Linked DNA regions of Mus musculus: regions 1 and 2 are each linked to region 3. A link is a contact called in public HiChIP or PLAC-seq and promoter capture Hi-C data. All regions are on one chromosome and are shown on one strand. The core of a region is the stretch at or near the end of the contact, and the rest is flanking DNA. Distances in the headings are between cores, read along the strand shown. Region 1 holds the start of Bicra (BRD4 interacting chromatin remodeling complex associated protein). Region 2 holds the start of Nop53 (NOP53 ribosome biogenesis factor). Region 3 holds the start of Trim28 (tripartite motif-containing 28).

What was found. Promoter capture Hi-C pulls out the DNA fragments that hold promoters and counts their contacts. HiChIP or PLAC-seq counts read pairs in DNA pulled down with a chosen protein or histone mark.
Region 1: a promoter capture Hi-C map of embryonic stem cells shows a contact between it and region 3, with 7 times the contacts expected there. The contact joins the promoter of Bicra here to the promoter of Trim28 in region 3. A contact is called at or near these places in 3 of 39 promoter capture datasets (the HPC-7 cell line and embryonic stem cells), 2 of 115 datasets of contacts at active chromatin or transcription factors (epiblast stem cells and large pre-B cells) and 2 of 9 other capture datasets (adipose tissue and liver).
Region 2: an H3K27ac HiChIP or PLAC-seq map of embryonic stem cells shows a contact between it and region 3, with 10 times the contacts expected there. The contact joins the promoter of Nop53 here to the promoter of Trim28 in region 3. A contact is called at or near these places in 11 of 39 promoter capture datasets (the C10 cell line, the HPC-7 cell line, cranial neural crest and 6 more), 6 of 484 Hi-C or Micro-C datasets (B cells, the Ba/F3 cell line, CD8 T cells and 1 more), 13 of 115 datasets of contacts at active chromatin or transcription factors (astrocytes, embryonic forebrain, embryonic hindbrain and 6 more) and 3 of 9 other capture datasets (adipose tissue, embryonic stem cells and liver).

What each region holds. Positions count from the first base shown.
Region 1 is chr7:15,998,163-16,000,862 of GRCm38.p6, forward strand. It overlaps Bicra (BRD4 interacting chromatin remodeling complex associated protein), which reads right to left and starts at 1,333. Exons shown (of 14, transcript NM_001081418.1): 1 at 1,232-1,333.
Region 2 is chr7:15,944,800-15,947,499 of GRCm38.p6, forward strand. It overlaps Nop53 (NOP53 ribosome biogenesis factor), which reads right to left and starts at 1,309. Exons shown (of 13, transcript NM_133831.3): 1 at 1,031-1,309; 2 at 491-555. The coding sequence starts at 1,254. Gm24576 (a long non-coding RNA gene) reads left to right here and starts at 1,294. Exons shown (of 2, transcript XR_391165.4): 1 at 1,294-1,501; 2 at 1,662-2,700. It also overlaps a transcript of Ehd2 not described here.
Region 3 is chr7:13,022,725-13,025,424 of GRCm38.p6, forward strand. It overlaps Trim28 (tripartite motif-containing 28), which reads left to right and starts at 1,428. Exons shown (of 17, transcript NM_011588.3): 1 at 1,428-2,337; 2 at 2,580-2,692. The coding sequence starts at 1,995. Gm31649 reads right to left here and starts at 1,865. Exons shown (of 1, transcript XM_006540453.4): 1 at 984-1,865. The coding sequence starts at 1,821. The coding sequence ends at 1,276.

The DNA.
Region 1 (2,700 bases), core at 83-2,582, 3.0 Mb after region 3:
CTGTTTCCACTGTCTTTTTAAACTCCTATGCACTTTAGAAATGCCCAGGCAAACAGATCCATTCATCTTTCCCTTCTTCCAGTGCATCAATCCACTGGCCTCATGTTGGTCTTTCCATTGCAATATCATGAACTGGATACAATGAGGACCACAGTTCCTGAGTTGTGGAAACTTATAGCTCAGGACAGAGAGAACTAACTCCTTTACCAACTGAACTATCTTCCTGGCCTTTCCTTTCTTTCTCATTATTGTGGATGCTGCAGGCCTCGTAGGTGCTCTGTAACTGTGCCACACCCCTAGCATCTCATAGCAAGATTCTAGGCAGGGGCTCCACCAGAGCCACGCCCCCAGCCCCTCACTGGAGGATTCTAGGCAGGGCTCTACCACTAAGCCACGCCCCCAGCCCCTCACTGGAGGATTCTAGGCAGGGCTCTACCACTGAGCCACGCCCCCAGCCCCTCACTGGAGGATTCTAGGCAGGGCTCTACCACTAAGCCACGCCCCCAGCCCCTCACTGGAGGATTCTAGGCAGGGCTCTACCACTAAGCCACGCCCCCAGCCCCTCACTGGAGGATTCTAGGCAGGGCTCTACCACTGAGCCACGCCCCCAGCCCCTCACTGGAGGATTCTAGGCAGGGCTCTACCACTGAGCCACGCCCCCAGCCCCTCACTGGAGGATTCTAGGCAGGGCTCTACCACTAAGCCACGCCCCCAGCCCCTCACTGGAGGATTCTAGGCAGGGCTCTACCACTAAGCCACGCCCCCAGCCCCTCACTGGAGGATTCTAGGCAGGGCTCTACCACTAAGCCACGCCCCCAGCCCCTCACTGGAGGATTCTAGGCAGGGCTCTACCACTAAGCCACGCCCCCAGCCCCTCACTGGAGGATTCTAGGCAGGGCTCTACCACTAAGCCACGCCCCCAGCCCCTCACTGGAGGATTCTAGGCAGGGCTCTACCACTAAGCCACGCCCCCAGCCCCTCACTGGAGGATTCTAGGCAGGGGCTCTACCACTGAGCTACACTCACATTGTCTCATTATAGAATATGAAAGAAAAGGTGAAGCTTGAGGGACACCCTTCCTACAGCTCTGTACATGGGGATGTAGGCTGGAGAGGAGGGACTGAAGGAGGCCGCTAAACCAGGTTCTGCAAGTCAGATGCCAGTGGGCCCCACAAGTACCCAGAGGAACAACTGCACCTCCAAGAGTGAACTGAGGGTCTTCCCTGGTTACCTGTGCTATGAACGAATCATGAAGGGAAGGGTGCGGTGGCCACTCCAGGTCTACACAGGGCCCCAGGCTGGGGACTTTGATAATGTCCTTTGTGGGGCCAGCTGTGGAAAGAAAGGAGAGAAGCTGTGAGTGAGGAAGGTTATCAGCTGGCAAAAGACATGCATGGAGGGACAGGGACGGGAGAGATGGAGGAAGGGAAGAGCCTGGAAGAGAGTGAGGACAGGAAAGAGCGGGAGGTCTGGAAAGACAAGGGAACACGTTTTTTTTATAATCTTGACACTGGGGAGGCTGAGGCAAGAGGATGGACAGTTGTAGGTAAACCTGGGCTACATAAGATTATGTTTTAAAACAACTTAAAAAGAAGTAAACAACCACTGCTGCTAAACTGGATTACAGCTAAGGACTATTGTTAACTAGTTTACTTACCACAAAGCACATCATGTAACTCAGGCTGGCCTGTGAACTTGAGTTCCTCTCACCTCAGCCCCCAATGCCAGGACTGTACTGTGTCCCACCAGAACAGGCCCCCGTTATTAAGTTTTTAAAGGGGTAACAAAAAGAGAGAGGAGGAAGAAAGATAGAAAACCACAAGTTTAAAGGCACACAAAGCAATCTTACATACTATTGGAAGAACAAGGTCTATGGTGTGCATACACATATGTAACACCACGGCACACACTGTACCAAATCACTTACTGATACTTCAGCTTAATATAAAATACCCAGTTCTGGTTCTGTATCATTATTCTTGGTTCTAGGGTATGAGCCCAGATAATTATGTTTGAATTAAGTGATTATTTTATCACTGAGCCACGCCCCCAGTCCCTCACATGGGGGAATTTCAGGCAGCTGCTTTTCCACTGCTGTAACACCACCAGCCTTCTAGAGGCTATCCTTTTTCTGGAAGTGGGGAGGAGGGCTAGGGGATAATGGACGGACATGCCCTCACTTTGTAGCCCTGGCTGACCTGGAATTCATAAAGGCCTGCCTCTGCTTCCAAAGGATGGAGATTAATGGTGTGTGCTACAACTTCTGGCCCTATGGCCAGTTATTATTTGAAACAGGTGTGTTGTATTAAGCAGCCACAATAGTCCCTGAAACATGCCATCTGTGTCCTGGGGGATAAAGGGTCAGGTTCCCGTAGGCCTGTGGGCACAACTGCTCCATCAACCACTCAATGCAGGGCCTTGGTTTCTGGCAAAGGTACCTTATCTCAGATATACTAGTGCCCCCTCACTGAGGTCACTAATGGCGCTCACCTCATACATCGACTCTCTCTGCCAGACACTCTATAGCCTCTATGGCTGACAAGTGTCCAGGGGACATTTCATATAAGGAACTCATCAGAAAATAAAATGTCTGGCCACACAGACAGGCCCACACCTGTGATCCCATCTCCTAGAATGCAGAGGCAGGAGGATGGTGAGTTTGAGGCCAGCCTGGACCTACATAGCAAGACTCTGTCTCAA
Region 2 (2,700 bases), core at 59-2,558, 2.9 Mb after region 3:
ACAAAAATGAACAACAGGTCACCTTTCTTAATCATCTCAAGCTTGTTTCAAAGCCATTCAAAGTAATTCTTTATACTAAAGACTGCCCCTTCTAGTCTCCAGTGGTAAAGCATACCTTTATTTCCAGCACTCAGGAGGCAGAGGCAAGCAGATCTAAGTTTGAGGCCAATATGGTATACATGGTAAGACTGTGGTGATGAACCACACCCAGCACTGACTCGGGGAGGCAGGGACAGGTGGATTTCTGAGTTCAAGGCCAGCCTGGTCTACAGAGTGAGTTCCAGGACAGCCAGGGATACACAGAGAAACCCTGTCTCGATCCCCCCTCCCCTCCAAACTTGTGATCAAGACTGTTTCCAAAATGAGAGAGAGAGAAAGAGAGAGAGAGTGTGTGTGTGTGCTTTGCTTTAAATTATGTCATCAATGCAGATCTCACGGGTGCAAGACTCAGAGAACCACCAGCACACAACTTCATAAGAGCACTCCTCACCTTTTCTCTTGAATCCTGTGTCCACGAAGAAGAGCTTTTCGTTTGGGGCCTCTGCCAACAAGCCACTGAAGGATAAAAATGCAGACTATTTGCCAAAGTAATGCTGGAAAGATAACAGACCCTTAGGGGTCTAACTTTTTGGGCCCATCCCAACTCTTCCTCAAACCATGGGCTACACCTGGAGCTTTCACACAGAATTTAAAATGTACCACGATGGGGTGAACGTACTTTATTCTCTTTCACTTGAAATTCAAACTCTGTAGCAAAAGGTTTTAATGCCAGCACTCCGGCGGCAGAGGAAACTTGAGTTCGGAGCCAGGCTTGTCTACATACCGAGTGCCAGGTCGTCCTACATAGTGAGGCCCTGTTTCAAATTTTAAAAAAAACTAGGGGAAAACTTAAACTTTGTTGGGATTTTCGCACGCTTATTTGTTAAAGATACTATTGATAGGTCTCCCACACCGAGCCGGGATGCCCGGTCCGTCTAGCACCAGGTCGCAAAGCGCACGGCCACGCCACCGGAAGTCCCGCCCCACGTACCCGGTCGTGCGCTCCTGTAGCCGGACGTCTTCCAGGAACTGGTCGACCTCTAACCCCAGCGGCTCCTCGGCGAGCCTCCTCCAGCCGCGCTTCTTGTTTCTGGGGCCCCGCCGCCGCCGCCTCAGAGCGGGATCCACCGAGGTCGGCCGCAGCCCCAGGAAGCCAGAGTCCGCCTGGCTTCTCGAGCCGCGCTTCTCACCGTCCCTGTTACCACCCGCAGCCATCTTCTTAAAGGAAGAGCTTAGTCGCTCTAACTCCGATATCCGGTTTGGAACGTGCGCGTCTCGAGTGACGTAATATGACGCACTTCCTGTTTGCGACCATCTTGATAAAGCGTAGTTTTTACATAGAGAGTTTTACGTCTTGGCAAAAGGATAAATCATCACGTTCAGTCTCTTCTTATTTTAAAAATGTTCGAGCCGGGCGTGGTGACGCACGCCTTTAATCCCAGCACTCGGGAGGCAGAGGCAGGTGGATTTCTGAGTTCGAGGCCAGCCTGGTCTACAGACTGAGTTCCAGGACAGCCAGGGCTACACAGAGAAACCCTGTCTTGAAAAAACAAAACAACAACAACAAAAGGCAGGGTTTCTTTGTGTAGCCTAGCTGTCTGTTAACTCACTCTGTAGACCAGGCTGACCTCGAATTCAGAGATTCGACCTGCAATTTCGGGTTGGTAGGGAGTAGGCTATGTGGATTCTTGGTTCTCACTCTGAGTAATTTACCTTACCCGGTATCATAAAATTTTACTCAAACCATTTTGTTAGTTATACAAGTTTTTTGTTTGCTTGCTTGCTTGCTTGCTTTCTTGGTTTGGTTTTTCGGGAGAGGGTTTCTCTGTATAACCCTGGCTGTCCTGGAACTCACTCTGTAGACCAGTTTCATACGTGCCTTGCCATTTTTGCTTCCCTTTGCCTTCTCACTCCTACTGAACTACCCTTCTTTCCCCCAAATGCCCTCCTCCCTTGTGTCTTTGTAGTTTTGTGACGTACTGGATTTACTAGGATTTTTTGTACCAGCAATGAGTGAAGAGTTAGTTACTAGATCAGAGGCAACTGACCAGTGTGTATGCCATTGAAGGACACCCCTCCTTCCCAAATAGTAACTGCCAAGGGACGGAGTCCAGTCAAATTTTCTTTAACTCTTTTTATTAAAGAAGATGCTGGGTGTGGGGCTGCCAAGATACCTCAGTAGAGAAAGGCTGTTGCTGCCAAGCCTCAGATTAATCCTCATAACCCATATGTTGGAAAAAGCCAATACCTGCAAGCTGTTTGTTCTTGACCTTCACAAGGTATGCTGTGGTGGCATATATGCTTACACGCCGTTATGAAATATAATGTGGCAAGGGAGTATTTTTGGAGGGCCTGGCCAAGGTGTACCCCTGAGAAGTTACACCATAAAACAGACCTAGTGTAAAGGTTTATTGGGGGGAACGCAAGAGTACTGTGGGACTTGGTGAAGGGACAGAGGCAGACAAGTGGACAGATAGACAGGCAGACAGATGGGGGGCAGAATCATGAGGGCAGAGAGAGGGGACAGAGAAGGAGAGGGAACATTGGTGGTGGAGATCAGAGAGAGAGAGCTGGGGTGGCAGGTGGGTCCTTACATCTACTGGTACATCTGGCTGCCGTAGGTCATGATGTAAGCACTGGCTGGGTCCCTGAAAGCAGGCC
Region 3 (2,700 bases), core at 178-2,677:
ATGTGTAGTGAATGCGCACACGTGCCTCAGACTGAGCATGAAGTCAGGACAATCTGAGGGAGTTGGTTCTTTCCTTGTACTTTGGGGTCTTGGTGATTAAACTCATGTGGTCAGGCTTGGTGGCAAGTGTTCCTGAGCCGTCTCACAGGCCTCCATCACCGCTCTTTCCCACCCCTTGCCGTGGTTCTGGTGTGGTGGGGATACAGCTTCGTACAGCCTAGGCAAGCAAGCGGTCTGCCACCCATTCAAATTCCCAGGCCCCATCACTTATTTACTTTGCCCTTGTGTCTCTGGTACCCTAAAGTCTGCTCCCGGGGTTGAGGTAGGCGTGGTTCACAGGCACCCTATCCTGGTGAGTCCAGTCCCAGCAGTCCGTGAAAATACTCCGCAAATATTTCTACGGGGAGCCCGCACTCCCCCCGCCCCCCAACCCCGTGCTTGCTTTGCCAGCTTCCAGATCATACCCTCCTTTCTTGAGGTAGGAAGTGAGAGTCCAGAGGCTGGGTCTGGTGGGGGCGTGGCCCGCCGAAGGGTGAGCGCTGAACTGCCGAGGAAGGAACAAAGGCTGGGGCGGGGCAAAGCCTTGGGCCCCCAGCCTGATTGGGAACAAAGGCCACACCCGGGACAGTGGCGGGATACTCCTCGTCTCTCCGCTGCCACGTGGGTGAACACCTGGTTCCGCGCGGAAGGGGTAGCCTCTTGCCGTTGAGAGCCTTGGAACTGCTTGCGGGCAACAACTCACTGTAGCCCAGATCCAGACTGGCGAACGGATTGCCAGTGCACTGCAAGGCTGCAGAGGCATCCACTCTCAGCACGGCAGTGTTTGGGAAGGGGGACAGGTTGCCTTTTCACATTGATCCTGCTTCTGAGATGAAACGCTTAGCCGCACTTGATCCTGCTATCCTCTACCTTAGATCAGATTCTTCAACCTAGGTCCAGCTCCTCAGTCAAGATTCCTCCCCAGGTCTTATTTCTCCCTCAGATAAGATTTATCAATCAGATCCAACTTTAATTCCTTAGCGTTAAATGTTCAGTTCTCCTAACACACACACAAAAAAAAAGAAAAAAGAAATCACACTAAAATCAGTATAGCAGAGGACTAACACAGAAGGGGCTTTCGAAGGACTGGGCAGAGTTTTACAGAATGGCTTCGCAGTATCTCTCTGTGATCTGCGGTTTGACTTGGACAACTTTCTGCTTCCCGAGTTTAACAATAAGAAAGTTTGGGTTAAGACCGCCTCCACGTTCGGCGGGAACTTCCTGGCAAAGACCCCCTCACCCCCTCCACCTGGGCTCCGGCGCTTTGCTCTGCCGTGGCCCCGCCCACCCTGTATTGTCCCGCCCCTCTTCCCCGACTATAGGCCAGGCTGCCGCTGCAGACGTCGCCACGCCTGCTGAGGAGGCGGGGCCTAAGGTTCGGCTCTGCAGGACCTGCGCGCTCAAGCACGCGGGTTGCCAGCCTGGGTGCACCGTGCGGTGGGCATGGGAGACGTCAAGCACGCACTCTGCGGGTGAATTCCTCACCAGCAGCATTGCTACTCTGGATCTAGAGGGGCGGCAGCGAGTGGAAGGGAGGGCCCTGGCGCGTGCGTAATCTGCGCCCCGCCCCCAGGCTGCGGTGCCCAACGCGCGTGCGCGGCGTCGTCGGCGCCAGATATTTCTGTCCCGCCTCCAGGCCGCGGCTCTTTCTGCGAGCGGCGCGCGGTCAGGCGGTTGTTCGCAAGTCTTGCGGCGCGAGTGTCTCAGAAGCGAGGGAGGAGGCGGCGCTGGTGGCGGCGCCGTCGTCTGTACAGAGGCCCGCAGCCAGCGGCTTGGCCGCATCTCGACAGCGCCTGGGGCGCGGCGGGCGTCGGCCCAGGAGACGCGTGGCGGCGCTCGGCCTCGCGGCATCGGCGGCTGCCTGGCCGTTGGCGGCGAGCGCACTTGCGCCTGCGCAGCGGGCTCCGTGCCCCTCCTCCCCTGGGCGGCCCCCCCACCCCCCCGGCGGCGTGTGAATGGCGGCCTCGGCGGCAGCGACTGCAGCGGCCTCGGCCGCGACGGCCGCCTCGGCGGCCTCTGGTAGCCCAGGGTCGGGCGAGGGCTCGGCGGGCGGTGAGAAGCGTCCGGCTGCTTCCTCAGCCGCGGCGGCCTCTGCAGCCGCGTCGTCCCCTGCGGGGGGCGGTGGCGAGGCGCAGGAGCTTCTGGAGCACTGCGGCGTGTGTCGCGAGCGCCTGCGGCCCGAGCGGGATCCTCGGCTGCTGCCCTGTCTACATTCGGCCTGCAGTGCCTGCCTGGGCCCCGCTACACCCGCCGCAGCGAATAATTCGGGGGATGGCGGCTCGGCGGGCGACGGCGCTAGTGAGTACTGGGTGGCCAGGTGCCCCTCCCCCTCCTCGCAGCCCGTGCTCGGGACTGCGCCTGTGCGAGAGTATGGGGGCCCGGGTAGGGTTAAGTAGGCCTGCTGGTTTAAGAGGGGGCGGGGAACGGGTCCTGGCCTCTGCCAATGCCCGTTACCAGGTCTGGACACCGAGGTGCAGAATGTGATGGGAGATGTCAAGAAATCAGAGGGTGTGCATGCATTCCCATTTTTATCTTGGCAGTGGTGGATTGTCCAGTGTGCAAACAGCAGTGCTACTCCAAAGACATCGTGGAGAATTATTTTATGCGTGATAGTGGCAGTAAGGCCTCTTCTGATTCCCAGGATGCTAACCAGGTATGTCC